2 separate regions of the Gossypium hirsutum genome follow, and region 2 is linked to region 1. The links are chromatin contacts, called in public Hi-C maps. All regions are on one chromosome and are shown on one strand. Each heading gives the region's core, a stretch centred on a gene start, on an enhancer-like site or on the middle of the called end of the contact. The rest is flanking DNA. Distances are from core to core; before and after follow the strand shown.

Region 1 (3,910 bases), core at 839-3,338:
TAAGCTTAATTAAATTTAGTTTGCTTGGCTAATGATGAATGTTTTATACATGCTCTATAGAGCCCATACTAGTTTTGAAGTTAGCTTGCAATCGGGTCGCTCAAGAGACATTAGTCCTTCAGACAGCTTGAGATAAAGTGAAAGGTGCTGCCAAGGCTTCCAAGAAAGAGAAGAAGGTTGTTACTGAGGCCAACAAAAGGTCCTCCAACTTAAAGAGGCACGTCAAGAATCTGATTACAGATGTGTAGGCTTTGAAGGATCACTTGGAAGAGAAGGAGAAGGAGGTGGAGACAAAGGCTTAACAACTGGAGGAGAAAGACAAACGACTGGAGGCCTTGCAAGTTGACCTGTTGAAGGAGAAAGAATCTCGAGCTAGTGATAAGGCTTCTTTTTCTTTTGCTCAAGGGAAGCTACTGGACTCCTTTCAAGACCAGTTAGTATTGGCTTTACAAGTCGTCTATGGTCCTTTCAACTTCTGCCGGGTGAATATGGAACCTCCTCTCTTTAGAGAGAATTTTGAGATGATTAATTTTGATCTGTACGATCCAAATCCCGAGGAGGATTGGCGGGAATTTCAGAGACGACTTTAAGTTCCTTTGACTACTTCATCGGAGGGAGCATCTGCTGCAGCAATAGATGACGATCCCACTGAAGGTAGCTCGTCAAACAAAGAAATGGATGGTGATGCCTTTGAAAGCGTCGGTCCCCCTTCTAACGCTGCTCCTATGGGAGATGCTGTTAACCCCTCCGTGGGTAATACTTGTATTATTGGGCACGAGCCCTTTATCAATGTAGAGGAGATAATTTTTTATATTAATAAAATTTTATTTTATTTTCCTTCCATTCTTGCATTTTCATTCTATTTATCTTTGGCAAAGCTTTTCACTCAATGTAAGCTGGAGATAATTATAGCCTTCTGTTATTTAATGTGGTTGCCCTTTCATAATCAGTAAAATTCGTAAATTTTCTAATTTTAAGAGAAGAGTGTGCTGTTTCGTTCGATTTGTTGCCTTATGGAAGGTCTAGATTTTACTAAAGGCTTTGTATTGTATCTTATCATAATTTCTTGATAATTTTAAATTTTACGTATTTTTATATATTTTTAAATTTCATATGCTATTTTTTTGTCAACAATAATTTTTTAAAATTTTATATATCTTTTAAATTAATTATATATTTTTAAAATATTTTTTATTTTTATATTTTTTTAATTTTTTAGAATTAGAGTTAAGTTGAGAATATTTATAAATTTTAAAGGTTAATTTTTTAAAATTATTACTAAATCTATATGATATGTAAAAGTTGAGGACTAAAAATTTTATTATACCTATTTTTTAACTACTACGCCTAAGTTGTCGTTTGTGATTTTAACGGAAGTGACCAAAATAATCGAACTATGTAATGTGCTAAATTGCAATTTTTTAATTTGAATGCCTAAAATAAAAACTTTTAATAATTAGATGACTATTTACGTAATTTACCCTTTTCTAAAACCATTACTACTATATTGGGCAAAAAAAACATATTACTACTATTATTAATATTTTCTATTTCTAAAAGTTTGAGTAAAATTGTCACACAAGAAAAAAATTAAAATAAAATAAAATCGGTACCCATTTCCTTTCAATTTTTTTTGGTCGGAATTTCCTTTATTCTTTTATTAAAATATGTCTATATTTTTTAAAAATTTAGAAAATTTTTATATTTTTATTTTTAGAAATTTAGTTTATCTATTTTTCGGATTTCAACATCTAGGTTTAACATTATTTTTTTGTTAAATTTATTGGTGTGACATTTTGAAATAAAAAAATACTCACTTAATGACTATGTAGTTAAAAATAATGTTATAATTAATTTAAATTTAAAAAAATAATATTAACAGTGAAATCTAAATTTTAAAATCTGAAAAAGTAAAAAATTAAAATTTTAAAAATAAAAAATGCAGAAGTTAAAATCTAAAATTTCGAAAAGTGTAGAGATTTAAGGGATACTTTACCCTTAGTAAATTTATATAGACAACATTACAGGGGCAATATGGGGATCAAATGAATACAAAAAAGGCATTCTATTATAGTAATTGACCCTGTTTTCAGGTTGTGGAGTCCAGTCCAGACAACCCCCCCCCAAAAAAAAAAAAAGAAAGAGCTTAGTTTCCCCAGTTTCCTTTCCCTCCACCACTAATGGAGGGAAGTTTGTAAAATCTCATTTTTATTTTCTCTGTTTCTTTCCAAAAAAAAAAGGTAAACCACCTTCCATTTCTGGCGCCATTTGAAGGGATCCTGTCTTTGTTTCAACTTTCAAACTTCATCTTCTTTTTTATTTTGTTTCATTTAAAGAAAAAAAAAGCTTCTCAAAGCAAACACCCAACTTTTAGTGTTCTTGAGAAGAACCCAAATTTTGGTATATTGTCATATATATATATTCTCAAAAGAAAATGGAAGAAAAGGAGAGCACGATATCTGGATCACTAGGCAACTCGGACACAGACTCACCACCTGCAGCAGTGAGTAGCCTGGTGATGAACATGAGCCTTGATGGTGCAACAGCAATCGTTCCTGTAGCAGGTGCAGGTGGGGATAGCTTAGGGAAGAAAAAGAGAGGGAGGCCAAGGAAATATGATGCAGATGGGAAGCTTAGGATCCCATTTCCATATCCATCCTCAACTCCTGCCTTCACTTTATCTCCTTCTGTTTTCTCCTCTTCCAAGAGAGGTAAAGGAATGCCTTCTCTAGGTAATCCCAACTTCACCATCCTCATCCTTGCTTCTTTTTACTAATTATTTAAATTGTAAAAAATATATATAATTTGTTTATGAATCTAGTTCACTATATATAATATTAGTTATTTTTAGTAATATATCTAATATAAATGTTCAAATGTGATTGTGATATATACATTTTTAAGAAATTAAATAGTAATTTTAGAAAGGCGAGCTAAACAAACTAGCTTTATTAACATTGTCTTCTTTCCAACCCTCAGTTCAAATAATAGTTTTTCATGTGTTATTATTCTTGAGAACTTATTCTCTTATTTCAAATTTGATATTATTATTATGTTGTTGTATTTTAGTTTAAGCCACTAATATTATTTAAAAACTTTGTTAATAGGCTAACGTACTTCAAATAATGAGATTAAGCTCGATTTTTGTAAATGAAAAATTAATTGAATATAACTATTTAATAATCATATTTCTTATTTTAAATTATTTTATACAACTTTGAGTTTCAGATTTTTCAAAAAAAATTCACATTCACCAATAAATGGAATTTCTTCAATGTATTACTGACTTAGATTAGAACAATCAAATTAGATTAAAAAATATAAATCTCTAAGTTGAATATATTACGATATAAATGTTTTTTTTATTTAGTATTTTGTTAAGGAAAAACTTAATTATTACATAAATATTAAAATAAAATTTCATAATAATAAAAAATTTAATACTGAAATTAGAAGGATGATAAAAGTGTTAATAATAAAAATAAGATCACTTTAAGTAAAAAAAAATTCATTTCTTTTTTTAAAAACAATATAAATGACTAAAAATTACCAAATACAATTAATTTAATGCTAACTCTCCTAATAATATTCTCACCAAACCTAATTGAAAAGTATTACTTAACCAAAATAAAATAATGAATGTGAGCAAGAAGAAAAGCCTTAAAGATTTATCCATTTTGAGTATTATTTGTTCTCTATTTCTCACCCAACACATTGTGGGTAGTTGATTCATGCTTTCTTCGACAACAGGAAGATTTAAGTTCATAAATATTGGGTTTTTCACATTAAATCCAACTTTCGACAACAGCAAAATAGCATCATATATAACAAATTTATATGAATTAATTTTTTTCCCTTCTTAATTCTCTCCAATTTATTTAATATAGTAGAAAAAAATTAATGCTTGGTG
Region 2 (3,910 bases), core at 536-3,035, 130 kb before region 1:
CAGTCATTACACTCTTCAAGAATCTGATCGGCACCCTTCTTGGCAGCAAGAAACGTTCTTTAGTAATCCTTTTCAATTGATCTTGCCGTCCAATCATCCTAATTCTGATTCAATTTGTTTTGCTGGACTTTTGAGTTTAATTTGCTGTTTTTTTTTTGTGTTATTCTTTTCAGATTCGGTTTGGAAAGTCTACATCATTCTTGGGCATCAAGAATCATTCTTGATTCATAATTCCCCTCTTTCTTGCTGCACGAACCCTAGTTCTATTTCAATTTTTGGTTTTTGTAATCTGTTAAGTTTAACTTTTTCTGTTTCATGTTCAATTGTCAGATTCGGCTGATTGGAGTCTTTCTTGAAGTTCAATTACGTGTTCTTGGCTTCCAAGAATCCCTATTAATAAGTGTTTTCAATTCTTGGCTGATCCTTTATTGTTTTAGGTATTTTCGTTTCAGATTTAATTGATTCTAAGTTTAATTTTCTGTTTCGCTTCAGATCCGAGTGTCTATAGCTTTCGTAGGAATTTTCCGTGACTTGGCAACTCGATCTTGATCCGCATGCGATCCTCTATCACGTAGGCTCGTACAAGCACGGAAAAGATTGTCTAACATATCTATTGCTAAAAGTTTTAAAAATATATAAAAATTAAAAAATTATTGGGGATGCCCAAACTACACACTCATTTACCAAAAAGTTTTCAATTTTTTTTCCATTGCTTTAATTAGCTTTAGATGGATGTGAAGCAAACGATTGAAGAAGGAAACTACACAATTGAATTTTATTCTTGGGTCTCGATCTCAATGGGGATCATACATAGTGCAAAGTCTAAATATAAATATAAACTCACGAAATCATCTTTCACTCTCACTCAATGACTTATCCCCCATTTAAAAATTTTATAGTTTGTATTTAATACTATAATTTCAAAACAAACGGAGGGTTAATAAGTTTCCCCTGCGCTCCGAGCTCTTTGGGAGGAGAGCGAGCCTTGTTTGATACAAGGTGACATTATGTATTTTTATTGAAAAATGATTTTTTAAATAATTTTTTATGTTTTAAAGCTTTTTTTTTGTAATTTTTATCTTTTAAACTTTTTAAAGATTAAGATTCAATTGATAGAATGTGTAGAGTTGAGATTTAAATGATTGAATTTTTAAAATTAAAATCGAGTTAATAGAATATATAAATAATGAAAAGCTAAATTTATTATATTAATAAATGATAATCATGTCAACATTTCATTAATAATTTAACAAAAAAATGATCAAAATATCAAATGGTAATAACATTATAAACTAAAATAATAAAATTTTAAGATGAATAACCAAAACATAAAATCACTTATAATTAACTACGTAGTATACTAACAAAGAATTATCAAATTCAAGCTTGAACAACCAGATTCTTAAATGCCATGATGATCCCAAACCAGTTTCATCCCATTAGAATAAACATGAAGGTCAGCTTAGTCCCTCAAATTGGGCCATAAATTAATGGTTCTCAGAGCATTAAGCTTGAAAAGAAAAACAACCCAATTCAAACCTACACATCGTCAACTAATTGTGGTCCAAACTCAAACTTTTTCTTGGTGCTTTTATGGATATTTGCTTTAATATAAGTCTATCTATAAGCATCCCAGAATATTTAGGGCCTAATTGGTTGCAGACAGTCACTGAATGTCAAGGAATATAAAAGAAATGAATCATTTTGACCCATCTGATGGATGCATGATCTTTGGCTCTGAAAATTAAAATATGATTCCAACCAAAATTTTACATTTTAAAAAAAATACTGGTAGAAGGATGAGCTGGTAATTAGAATGATTTTATCTTTGGAATAAGCCATCTTCTGCTGCTGCTCTATTCAAATGCATATGATTTCATCATTGCTTCATGTTACGAGGAAAAGCGATATCCTTCGCCGTAGGTTTAGGTGAATTTTATAGTAATATTGCATCACATGGGAGCCTGAAAACTTGTTTAGATTTTTATTTCCATCCAAAAATACAATCACTTTACCCAAAATATCTATATTAAGTTCATTTTAGTCCTTTTTACTAAAAATGGTTTTAGATTAAGTTTTGTATGTTAAAAATTTATCCAAACCATGATATCATTACAATTTGTGGTTAAATTACTAAAATTCTAAATAAAATATATCATTCCTAACTAATTTACCAATGATATGATTCAACCTATGAAAAATTCAACTATTTCAAATATATATATATATTTTTAAATCATATTATGGGTAGGATAAGATCGTGAGTAAATTAATTGAGTAAAAATAGCAAACATATCAAAGATGGTTGTACAAAATCAACTAATCGAAACTATGGATTCAATTTAATCCTAATCATTCGATTGTGATATTATCACATTACAATATACATAATCAGTGCCCTCTATTCTCTCAAAATAATGATTGTTTTTTTCTTACACCAAAGCGTATATATTTTGGTAAATCCAACCAAATGTTTGACCACTGCACCAATTTGCTGTCAATACAGTATTCAAAAAAGACTAATCTACTGGGTACTCCTAAAAGCCTAAGATATTACACTAATAGAAAACAGACTCCTCCACAAGCATTTACCTCTCTAAGCAATTACTCTATTCTTTCTTTCTTTCTTGCCTTCTCTCTTTTAATTTATTTGTTCAATTTTTTTTCCAAAAATTGCCAAAAGAATGGTTAGATGAGTTAAAGACCCAATGAAAAAGAAATAAGAAATTAATAGGATTTCTTGCAGGTATAAGAAAATGGCTACTAACAAATAAATTAAAGCTAAATTACTCATTCGTAAATTTTTATTTTGGTCACTTAACTAAAAAAAATTACAATTTGGTAATTGAATTATTCAAAAATTTTCATTTTAAGTCATTGAACTATTCAAAAGTATTTATCTAAGTTACTAGGCTGTTAAGTTTTTTTGTGTTTTTTTAAGTTCCGTCAACGAGTTCCAAGTGACAATTCGATGATCGGTACGGTGGATCAATATTCATCGATGAGTAGAAGAATATACTTTAGATCCAAGTCAGTCTGACGGTCAATGTTGGAGATCGGAGAAAAATGTTATTTAAATTTTGGTTCGTAAATTCATGACATCCAAATATATTTCATTAAAAAAAACTTAAATTGTAGAAAAGAATGGGAAAAAAAACTTTTGATTGGTGTAGAAAGTGCAAATAAAAAAAATCATATAGCATCTATTTTAATAGCTTAATTATTTAAATAAAAATTTTTAAATAATTCAATAGTGAAGTTTGATGAAAATAAAAATTTATTTATTATTTAGTAATTTAGCTGTAAATTAAAAATTAAGGAAACCAAACTTAGAATGTAATATCTAAAGTCCGACTAGAATTTTAACGCATATGCAATCCATATCTTTGTGACTTTGCCCCCAAATTACGTCTCTTTTGCAATTTTTTTATAAGAAAAAAGAAACTCAATTTGATTAGTTACGTGGATAGTGCGTCCTGCATATTAATTGTGAATCATGATTATATAATTTTTTGTGCTCTTTTTTCCCATGAATCATGATTAAATAACTAGAAGTATAAAAAATTCATATGGAAATTCGTATCTCCCTCATGTTCCCAAGTTTAAAAAAAAAAGCTTTCAAGTTTTATCTATTATAAAGCATTATTTCCTTAAGGTAATCAAATTCATATATCTATATATTTACATTTCACATTAAAAGGTAGTACCATGAAAGCTTTGCTTGCCTACTGCTTTTAACGTCCTTGGCAGCTAATCTATCTTTTTAATTAAGTAATGAGTGAAATAGATGTTGGAGATATCCTTATCAATAAATAAAATAAAATAAGACGGAGAAAAAAAAGAGTCATAAATAGGTTACCCAAAAAGGAAGAAAATGGTAGCTCAACAGACGGTAGTTTCATTAATCTAA

The links. Hi-C and Micro-C count contacts between places; a contact is called where the count stands out from the background.
Region 2: a contact with region 1 is called in a Hi-C map of fibers, with 2.5 times the contacts expected there. The contact joins the enhancer-like site here to the promoter of LOC107921286 in region 1. A contact is called at or near these places in 7 of 34 Hi-C or Micro-C datasets (anther, fibers, hypocotyl and 3 more).

What each region holds. Positions count from the first base shown.
Region 1 is chrD04:38,819,028-38,822,937 of Gossypium_hirsutum_v2.1, reverse strand. LOC107921286 (AT-hook motif nuclear-localized protein 1) reads left to right here and starts at 2,088. Exons shown (of 6, transcript XM_016851159.2): 1 at 2,088-2,732. The coding sequence starts at 2,435.
Region 2 is chrD04:38,945,571-38,949,480 of Gossypium_hirsutum_v2.1, reverse strand. No RefSeq gene overlaps it. Among protein-coding and RNA genes, the nearest start is that of LOC121216183, 30 kb to the left of the region's middle. Within about 2 kb of position 1,785, at least 1 of the 9 cell types and tissues checked has an H3K27ac peak or open chromatin away from gene starts, as enhancers often do. A contact at or near this core is called in fibers, where this site is marked.